Regions from separate parts of the Rattus norvegicus genome. Here region 2 is linked to region 1. The links are chromatin contacts, called in public Hi-C maps. All regions are on one chromosome and are shown on one strand. Each heading gives the region's core, a stretch centred on a gene start, on an enhancer-like site or on the middle of the called end of the contact. The rest is flanking DNA. Distances are from core to core; before and after follow the strand shown.

Evidence for each region. Hi-C and Micro-C count contacts between places; a contact is called where the count stands out from the background.
Region 2: a contact with region 1 is called in a Hi-C map of liver, with 4 times the contacts expected there. The contact joins the promoter of Fam120b here to the enhancer-like site in region 1. A contact is called at or near these places in 3 of 12 Hi-C or Micro-C datasets (hepatocytes and liver).

Annotation. Positions count from the first base shown.
Region 1 is chr1:64,677,131-64,681,187 of GRCr8, forward strand. LOC120099128 (a long non-coding RNA gene) reads right to left here. Exons shown (of 4, transcript XR_005498081.2): 4 at 1,458-4,057. Among named protein-coding and RNA genes, the nearest start is that of Ermard, 23 kb to the left of the region's middle. Within about 2 kb of position 2,266, at least 15 of the 93 cell types and tissues checked have an H3K27ac peak or open chromatin away from gene starts, as enhancers often do. A contact at or near this core is called in liver, where this site is marked.
Region 2 is chr1:65,009,931-65,013,987 of GRCr8, forward strand. Fam120b (family with sequence similarity 120 member B) reads left to right here and starts at 2,296. Exons shown (of 10, transcript NM_001107466.4): 1 at 2,296-2,673.

The DNA.
Region 1 (4,057 bases), core at 1,016-3,515:
CAGGAGAATAAGGGAGGTAGCAAGGTCACTATTAACCAACCACCAATCACCATACTGCTGATGGGGGAGGGGAACCCTTTGTCTAAAGGAACTGATTGAGCTTTGCAGAGGAAGGGGTGCAGACCTGCAGTGGAGACTGGCTTCTAACCACTCGCTCGGTCTCCCCAGCTGCAGTCAGAAGTCACACCTGGACACCACAGTCAGTCAGCCAACACTCTGCCAAAGCAGGGCGCCCTTGTGGGATTGGCTCTTAGGGACTAACAAAGAAAATTCTTTACAACAGATAAAAGGGAGTGTCTGTGGTTTGGTTTACAGCCCTACTAAGTAATTTTAATGAAACTAAATCACTGTGGTACCTCCAGAGTTTGGGTTTTGGAGGAACCAGTTTCTCTGTGGGCTGTGTCTGGATTGTAGAGAGCCCATGTGAATTAACTGGGACCGATTAAGATAAGTCTTGGATTGCATCAGATGTTCTCCAAATAAGACCCTGGATGTATACAGGATGTCCCCTTGACACATCAATTAATTAATCGGAAATGAAATATGCTCAATTCAAAACAGCTAGTCATAAAGCTAAGTCCTGCGCCAGCCAATGGCTGTAGTTGATGGAGCTTTGTAAGCATACACTTGCCATTATAAATATCAAATGCCACCTTTCCAGAAAGCTTACATATTTTCAAAGCTTTTGCTATCATTAATTGCTCAGGACTTTGAGTACTCCCAAGACAGTGTTATTGACTCCATTTAGGAGGACGGTCAGAAACTTAGTCCAGAAAACTTGGAACTCACTCCCCTGCGAAGGAGGCAGGGGAGTGCTAGTCCTCAGCCAGCAGCCTTGTCTTTGTGGAGATCTGCTGGGCTCTGGCTTAGCTGCTTAAGTGGCTCTCTGGATGGTTCACTGACAGTTCCCCTGAATCCCAGAAATGAACTTTATAATCTCAAAATCTTAAAATGCAATCTCAAAACCTTCCCAGCAGCTTGGCAGGGAGATGGAAATAGCCCAGAAAAATACAGAATGAGCAAGAACGGGCTACAGTCTACAGGCTGAGGGGAAGGCTATAACACTAAGGCCAGTCCTTAAGAGTATGAGGTCCAGGAAACCTGTCAGAGCAGAGGGTAGGGTCTGCAGGTGATGCAGGGACAGTGGGCACAGGGGCCTCCAGTCTCTCTGTTTTGGCCTTAATTAACAAGCCTATGAGAGTAGCTTAGGCCTTGCTCATATGTCAGCATGTAAAGTTCTCATAGTGCTGAATTTAGAGATAAATCCCTTCCACAGGCTGTGGCCCTCACTTCCCACTTAAGACATGCTATTTTCCACGGTCCTATGCTGACCCATCCTCAGGAGCCTCTGTGTTAGTTGTCAGTCTTGCTGGAGTCAGAATCCTGACTGTCCATCTGGACCTGGGCAGTCTACGCTTCTGGCTCTGTTGTTGTTTGTGTGTGTGCTTGTTCCTGTATTACCTGTAAATGATAGAAAAGTTAATGGTGATTTTCTTCTTTAGTTGGGTCCAGGATGAGGTTCGGACCTAAGTTAATGGCTGAGGGGTCTGCTAAATCACTGGGAACATTGCACTGTGTTTATATATTGATCTTCAGCTGCTGGGAGCTGTGTCAGTCAGTGGTGGGAACAGGAGGTGTGAAGCCACACCTTAGGGGTCCTCCACGAGGTGTGATACTCACAGGCTGACAAATGGTGGGAATATTGCTTCCCTTAAGTGCTGGTCATGTCCAGATGGTGCTAAATATCCGGTGCATCACCTCACAGCCCTCCCTCCACCCAGCTCTTCTGCACCCCCTTTAAGTCCTGTGCCCGAAGCCCCCAGTGCTTTCAAGTCCTGTGCCCGGATCTCCTTGTGTTTTTCCAAGTGAAGGAGCTCTGAAACTCAGGACCTGGGGTTTCAGAACCGCTCAGGAATCCATTCTTAGCACGCCTGCGACATTCTGTGTGCCACCCTGAAACAGCCAGTCTACCCCAGTCACCCAACTTCATGATTTTTTTTTTAATTTTTATTTTTGGCAAGGGATCCCTTTACGGGCTGCCAGGAAGTACAGTGTTCATGGCTACCCACAGGCCCAGGGCTGTGCTTCAGTGCCGGAACTGTGCAGGCCAGACTGCTGAGTCTGCAGTTACGGCGTCTGTGCTTTTATCTCGTTCTCCACTGCTTCCGCTCCTCCGTTTTGGAACACACGGGATAATATGCTCTGGTCCCTTAAGGATATAGAGGAAGGAACCATTTCCATATCCACTTGACTCAAGTCACCACAGTCAGCTGCTGGCTGAGCAAACTGACCTCAGATGAGTCACAATCCAGCTCACACAAGGTCACAGTTCAGCCAAACTCAGAAAGTCCAGTTGAGAGGTTGATGTCTGTGCTCAAGATGCCAGTGTAAGCAAGAGGGGTGGGGGTTGGGGGGATCAATGCTTGGTTCCAGCAACTTTCAGGCTCAGGAGACCACAGTGAGACCATGGGGCCCCAGCCCGGATGGGTGGCCAAGGGACAAGGCAAGAGCTGATAGGGATCAGGCAAAGTGCAGGGCTACTAAATGGGGCCCTGAAAGGCTGCTAGGTTTCCAAAGCCAGAGCGCTTCCGGCCTAAAGGAGTGTGTGTGTGTGAAATCTGGCCTCGGAGTGAAGCTTTAGGGTGATAAACTAGATCACAGAGGCCACAGGAGGGACCCAGGCAACTGTCACCGGACTGTGAGCCACCACTCATGTCACCCCACACCTCCACTGCATGTCACTGACCCAGACATGTTATCAGAATTAATCCTCACAGTCACCAGAGAAGAGAAGGACGCGCAGGTAAGGATATCAGGCTGTGGTCCAACAGGGTTTAACCTACACACGGGCTGTGTCAACATAAGGACACCGGTCACACCAAGGGACATTATTAGATCGCCAGGTCAGCACAGAAACCCAATCTTCCACCAGACGTTATTGCAACTTTCCATACTCCAATGGGTTTGATTCCTCCGCACTCATCTTTTCCTGTCTGGCTCCTTGCTGGTTCCAGGAAAGCTCTGGGCAGGTTGCAAATGTCTGAGTTGAAACAGCTCTTCCAGGGGGAGGATGCATCAGAGACTGACAGCAGGGCAAAGATATCTGCTTTGCCATCCTGCAAAAAGCTGCAGATTCCACCTGCCCTGACTAGGCTGCCTTCCAGAGTAAGCAGGCTGATCTCAGCCACAGTATTTCCACATGCCCGACACCCTGCAAACCGTGGAATGATGCCTGGGTGTGCTAAGCACAGGCGGCATCCGGAAGCTCCTGACTTCCTGGTGTCCTGGGGACTGTTAGTAAGGAAGCCAGTTGAGGAGCCGCTGCAGGAAGCCGCTCAAATCAGGGATCCTAGCAATTACTTAGGAAGTGGCTTTCATCATCATGAGTTGCAAAGTAGAGAGAGTAAAGGAGGAAGTGGAAAGTCGTTTGGTGGGGGAAATCACTCCATGGTGTTCGAAGGTCACTCCTGCAAATACTATATAAAATTGAGGTTATTGTTCATAGCACCACAATGAGTGGTCCATAAAGTCAAAGGGAGCTGAGTTTGGCTACTGGGAAAGTAATATTTGTTAATGAGGCTGCAAGTTTCACAGAAAGTGTACAAAGTTTAAAAGAATTTTATACTCCAAAATTTGAATATTAGGTCGATATTGTTGAATGGGATGTAATTCACAGGGATCAGGAACCAAGAACACCAGAACATATAATGTACAGTTTGCTTTCCATTCACACTTTCCACAACCCTCAGAGTAAGAAATTCTTTCTGACTGATTTCCAGGACCTTTATATAACAATCAGTTTATTTAGGTATTCATCCTAAGTCTTACACAAATGGTAGCATATTATATAAACTGTACTACACCACAATGCTCTGATGAACAAGAGTATATTGAAGAGCCTACCACACAAAGAGGATCTCCATTGTTTTTAGTAGATGCATATTTCGTGTTTACTTTTGCTTCGTTTTGAGTCTCACTATGTAGCTTTGGCTGGCCTGGAACTCGCTGTAGACCAGGTTAGCTTGAGCTCACAGAGCTCCCTCTGCCTCCACCATGA
Region 2 (4,057 bases), core at 1,046-3,545, 330 kb after region 1:
GTTACAGCAATATCCCATGAGCCTTTTGTTAGGGTTTCTATTACTATGATAAAACACCATAACCAAAAGCAACTTGGGAAGGAAAGAGTTTATTTGGCTTATATATCCTGGGTCCCAGTCCACTGAGGGAAGTCATACAGGAACCTGGAGGCAGGAACTGAATCAGAAGCCATGGAGGAATGCTGCTTACTGCCTTGCTTCCTGTGGTTTGTTCAGCCTGGTTTCTTATACAACTCAGGACCCTCTGCCTGGGGTGGCACTGCCCCCAGTAGGTTGGGTCCTTCAACATGGAATCATTGATCAAGAAAATGTCCTACAGAGTTGCCTACAGGAAGTATTTTCTCAGTTGAAGTTTCTCTTTCCAGATATCTTTAGCTTGTGTCGAGTTGACAAAAATCCATCCAAGACATGCTGGATACTTTGGTTTCTAGACTGACAGCTGTCATCAATCTAGAACACCAGTTGCCTGAGAGAGAATTGAGTGTAGTGGTTTGAATGAGATGTCCCTAATGGGCTCAGATGTTTGAATACTTGGTCCTCAGTTGATGGCAGTTTGGGTAGATTTGGTGGCTTTGTTGTTGGAAGTATGCCCCTGGGGTGGGAGTGGGCTTTGGGGTTTTAAAACTTTGAAACCCTTCCCATTTTACGCATGCGGAGATGAGAATTCGCAGCTCTTCCAGTTACCACACTTCCACTCTGTTGTCGTGACATTTTATCAAAGCAACGGAAAAGTAACTAAAATACTGAGAAACTACCCCAAGGTGGGCAGAGACGAAGGCTGGACTGGGAACCATTGTACGGTTGGTTTCCACCGTCCCCAAATCCCCTAAGACTGAATGATACTGCCACCACCCCTGAACAACTGAAGGACTATTAGGGTGGTGGCAATTGCAGCTTTAGTCTCACCTTTTCTGGAGACTTGGGATTTGTCCATCAAGAAGCTGACCCTGGAGGTTCAACCTGTCATCAGGGCAACTGAAATCAACTGAATTGATTATGCCTCTCCTTTAACTACCAGTGTCCAAAGAAGACTTCATGTCAGCCGTGGATGCCGCAAAGAGACTTTGTTGCTATCAGAGGAAACCACTACCATCAACAACTACCCGGCTGTGGCATTGCCTTAGGAAACTCTGACCATGACACCTGGAGATGGCTCTTAGATCACCCTACTCAAGAACCCCCAGCCCAATAGCAGTATACAGGAGAAGTTTTTACTGCAAGCTGCCCCTGTGCTGCCAATAAAATTTACTCCGAGCGGTTCTGATGCCTCCTTGTAGTCTTTATCATGGGTAGGGTAGCCAGAGTTGGTTGCATAAAAAACAGGTACAGCACCCAGCCGAAGACAGAGGGTTGTTCAACGGGCCATGGAGAGCTGAGACTGTGAATCGCTGCAGAAGTGTTGGGAAAGTATGGCATAGAGGAGAACAGAAACCGCAAAAGATAAAATAATACAAAATGCTGACGCTGGAAAACCTGCAAGCGCCAGCTGCTCCAAGAGTTCTGGAAAGTCACTGAGTTGCTACCTCTGGCTGCTGAGGAAGCATCCTGGAGCTGCAAAGCTAAAGGCTGAAAGCCCAGATACCATAAAGCTAACACAAACTGGGTGTGTTGACTCATCAGTTATTAAGGCTAAACCTATATAACCTTGAGATCCAAGTGTTTCCAGCCCCCCAAGTTGGGGTAAACCGACACACACAAAGGAAGCCTTTGTATTGGAGATTTCCATTCAAAATACCAGACAGCCCGAATGTAGCCTACAAGGATGGCCACTTCTCCCAATAAAGTGACCGTGATTATTGTCTGTGACAACTCTGTATGTGGACTCCCAGCCCTTGATGCTCTGGGTCCAAGTTGCGCCGCCTTTCAGTACTGATATGCCTAAGGAGATTCAAGATCAAATCAGCACCCCAATACTTGGTGTGGTCTATGGCGTTAAAAGGGTTTCCAGTCAGTATCCACTGCGGCCTGTCTGCAAGCACTACTGGAGCAGGACAACCAGGGTTAGTGCCGGCTGCCACTCAGCCTGAAGACTCAGCCAATGGGACAAACCCACTTTTCCGCAGTCGAGTTATCCAGGGGTGGGCGGGTCTCCTAGGCTTTTCCCCGGTTGCTGGGCAACGGGTTCACGCTTCCCTCTCCCCACCCACCCACCCACCCACGCCTGAGCACCACCCACTTCGCCACCCTCTCTAGCGCTTGCGTACTACACCCCTTTCGTCCCTTCGTCCTTTACTTCCAGTTATGTAAGCACAAGCTTCGCTTTGTCAAACCAGGCTCTTCTCCGAGCGGAAGTGCAATAACGGAAGCGGAAGTGAGCACGCCGGAGACTGCGGGTCTGAAATCAGGTTGACGCATCTACAGACACTGACTGCTGTGCTCCTCTGGGTAGGCAAGGCTCCGGGATCGGCCCACGGCCTCTGCAGTCCCACCTCCCTATCCGGCGCTCCTTCCAGCCTTAAATCCGCTATCCCCGCCGTGACCACGCCCCTCCGCGCCCTACGTCCTGGCCTCTCTGCATCCTGGCTGCTCTGCGTCCTGGCTGTTTCCCCGGGGTAGAGGGGAGAGGCAGCCATCCTCCTGCTGAAGCGGGGTAGAGGCCTTTACTGAGCCCAGCTGAGGACCAGCGAGGTAGAGTCTCAGACTCTAGTAGCGGCTGGAGAACTGGTACCTGGGGTAAGGAGGATGTGGGACCTGAAGTGATGGAGAGGCCAGGGGGCTGGGCCTCAGCTGTGTTGAGTTGTTCTGGGGAGGGGACCATCCTTTTGGTTTAGGTTTTTCTACATATGCTCTCAGACCTTTCCATCTCAGGGACTTGCGGTTACCCACGACCACTGTCATCAAGCAGTCTCTCATTTCTCCTATCTCCCATCCATTAGAGGATATTGACTGACGTTAGGGTAGTGTACGAGCGCTAGCTACTTTCCCCTTACCTGTTTTTGAAAGGCACCAGCAACAGATGGGCTATTTCTCTTGCCACTCACCTTGACTATAGCACCTCCCAGTTTAAAAAAAAATTCCAACCGGCCAGTTTACATCCATGAACACCTTTGGCCTGAAAAAAACGTAAATGGATAACATTTGAAGCCATTTGTTTTCACATTCGGAGATTCTATCTCCAAACTGGAATTTGGATGTATTTATAGAGCTGATAATGAAAAGTTCATGCATTAAACCTTTGGAGTCTCCTTGCTTACATGGGAAGATCTCAAGGTACTGGGAACGCAAGACCCCTTGCTCATAATTGTCATTTTTTAAAAAAAGGAAGTATCCTCAGTTACATATTGTAGGCCCTTTACAACTTGCCATTTGTCTTATCTTGCTGCCTTGCAGATGTTCTTGTCCTAATTTTTCCTCTCCATTTCCACCATCTGCAAGGTGTGCTGGATGTTTATGCTGGTCATTGGGTAGAACACTGTGACTTCTGTGTTGCAGATCCTAAATTCATTTCATTTCTGAATTGACTCCACCTTGGTAAGAAGGATATATTCCTTATAATGCTATCAATCGTTGTTCCAGAGCTTAATACAAAGTATAAATAGTTTTAATTTTATAATGGGAGTCTGCAAACTGTGAGTGGAATTTTTTTCTCCTTTATTACATCTGTCTGCCCTTTTTTATTCATTTATTTCAGCAAATAGACACTGGTTCTAGTGTGTCTGTCTGTTCTGACTAGCCTTTGTCTTCACACAATCCCTGTACGAAGTCTGCCTTCTCTATACTGTCTAATATCAAGGCAAGACCCATCGTGTCCCAGAAATGAATATAAACTGTCAGGGGGCAGAGATGTAATTCAGTGGCAGAATGTTTGCCTGCATACATGAGTCCCGCACTACACTGTAAAAGGTACAGCTGCAGAAAGTGTCAGCTTCCTGAAGTCCAAATGATTGATTCCCTGAGTTGAATCATGTCACCAGTAATTATGTCACTGCAGTAACCCAATTACTGTCATTACAATTTGATGATAGATCCTGACATCGTAATCTATCATTTAATAATAATAATAATAATAATAACAATAAAAGCAAGGCTTCTTTACATTTTAACACAAAATGTATAA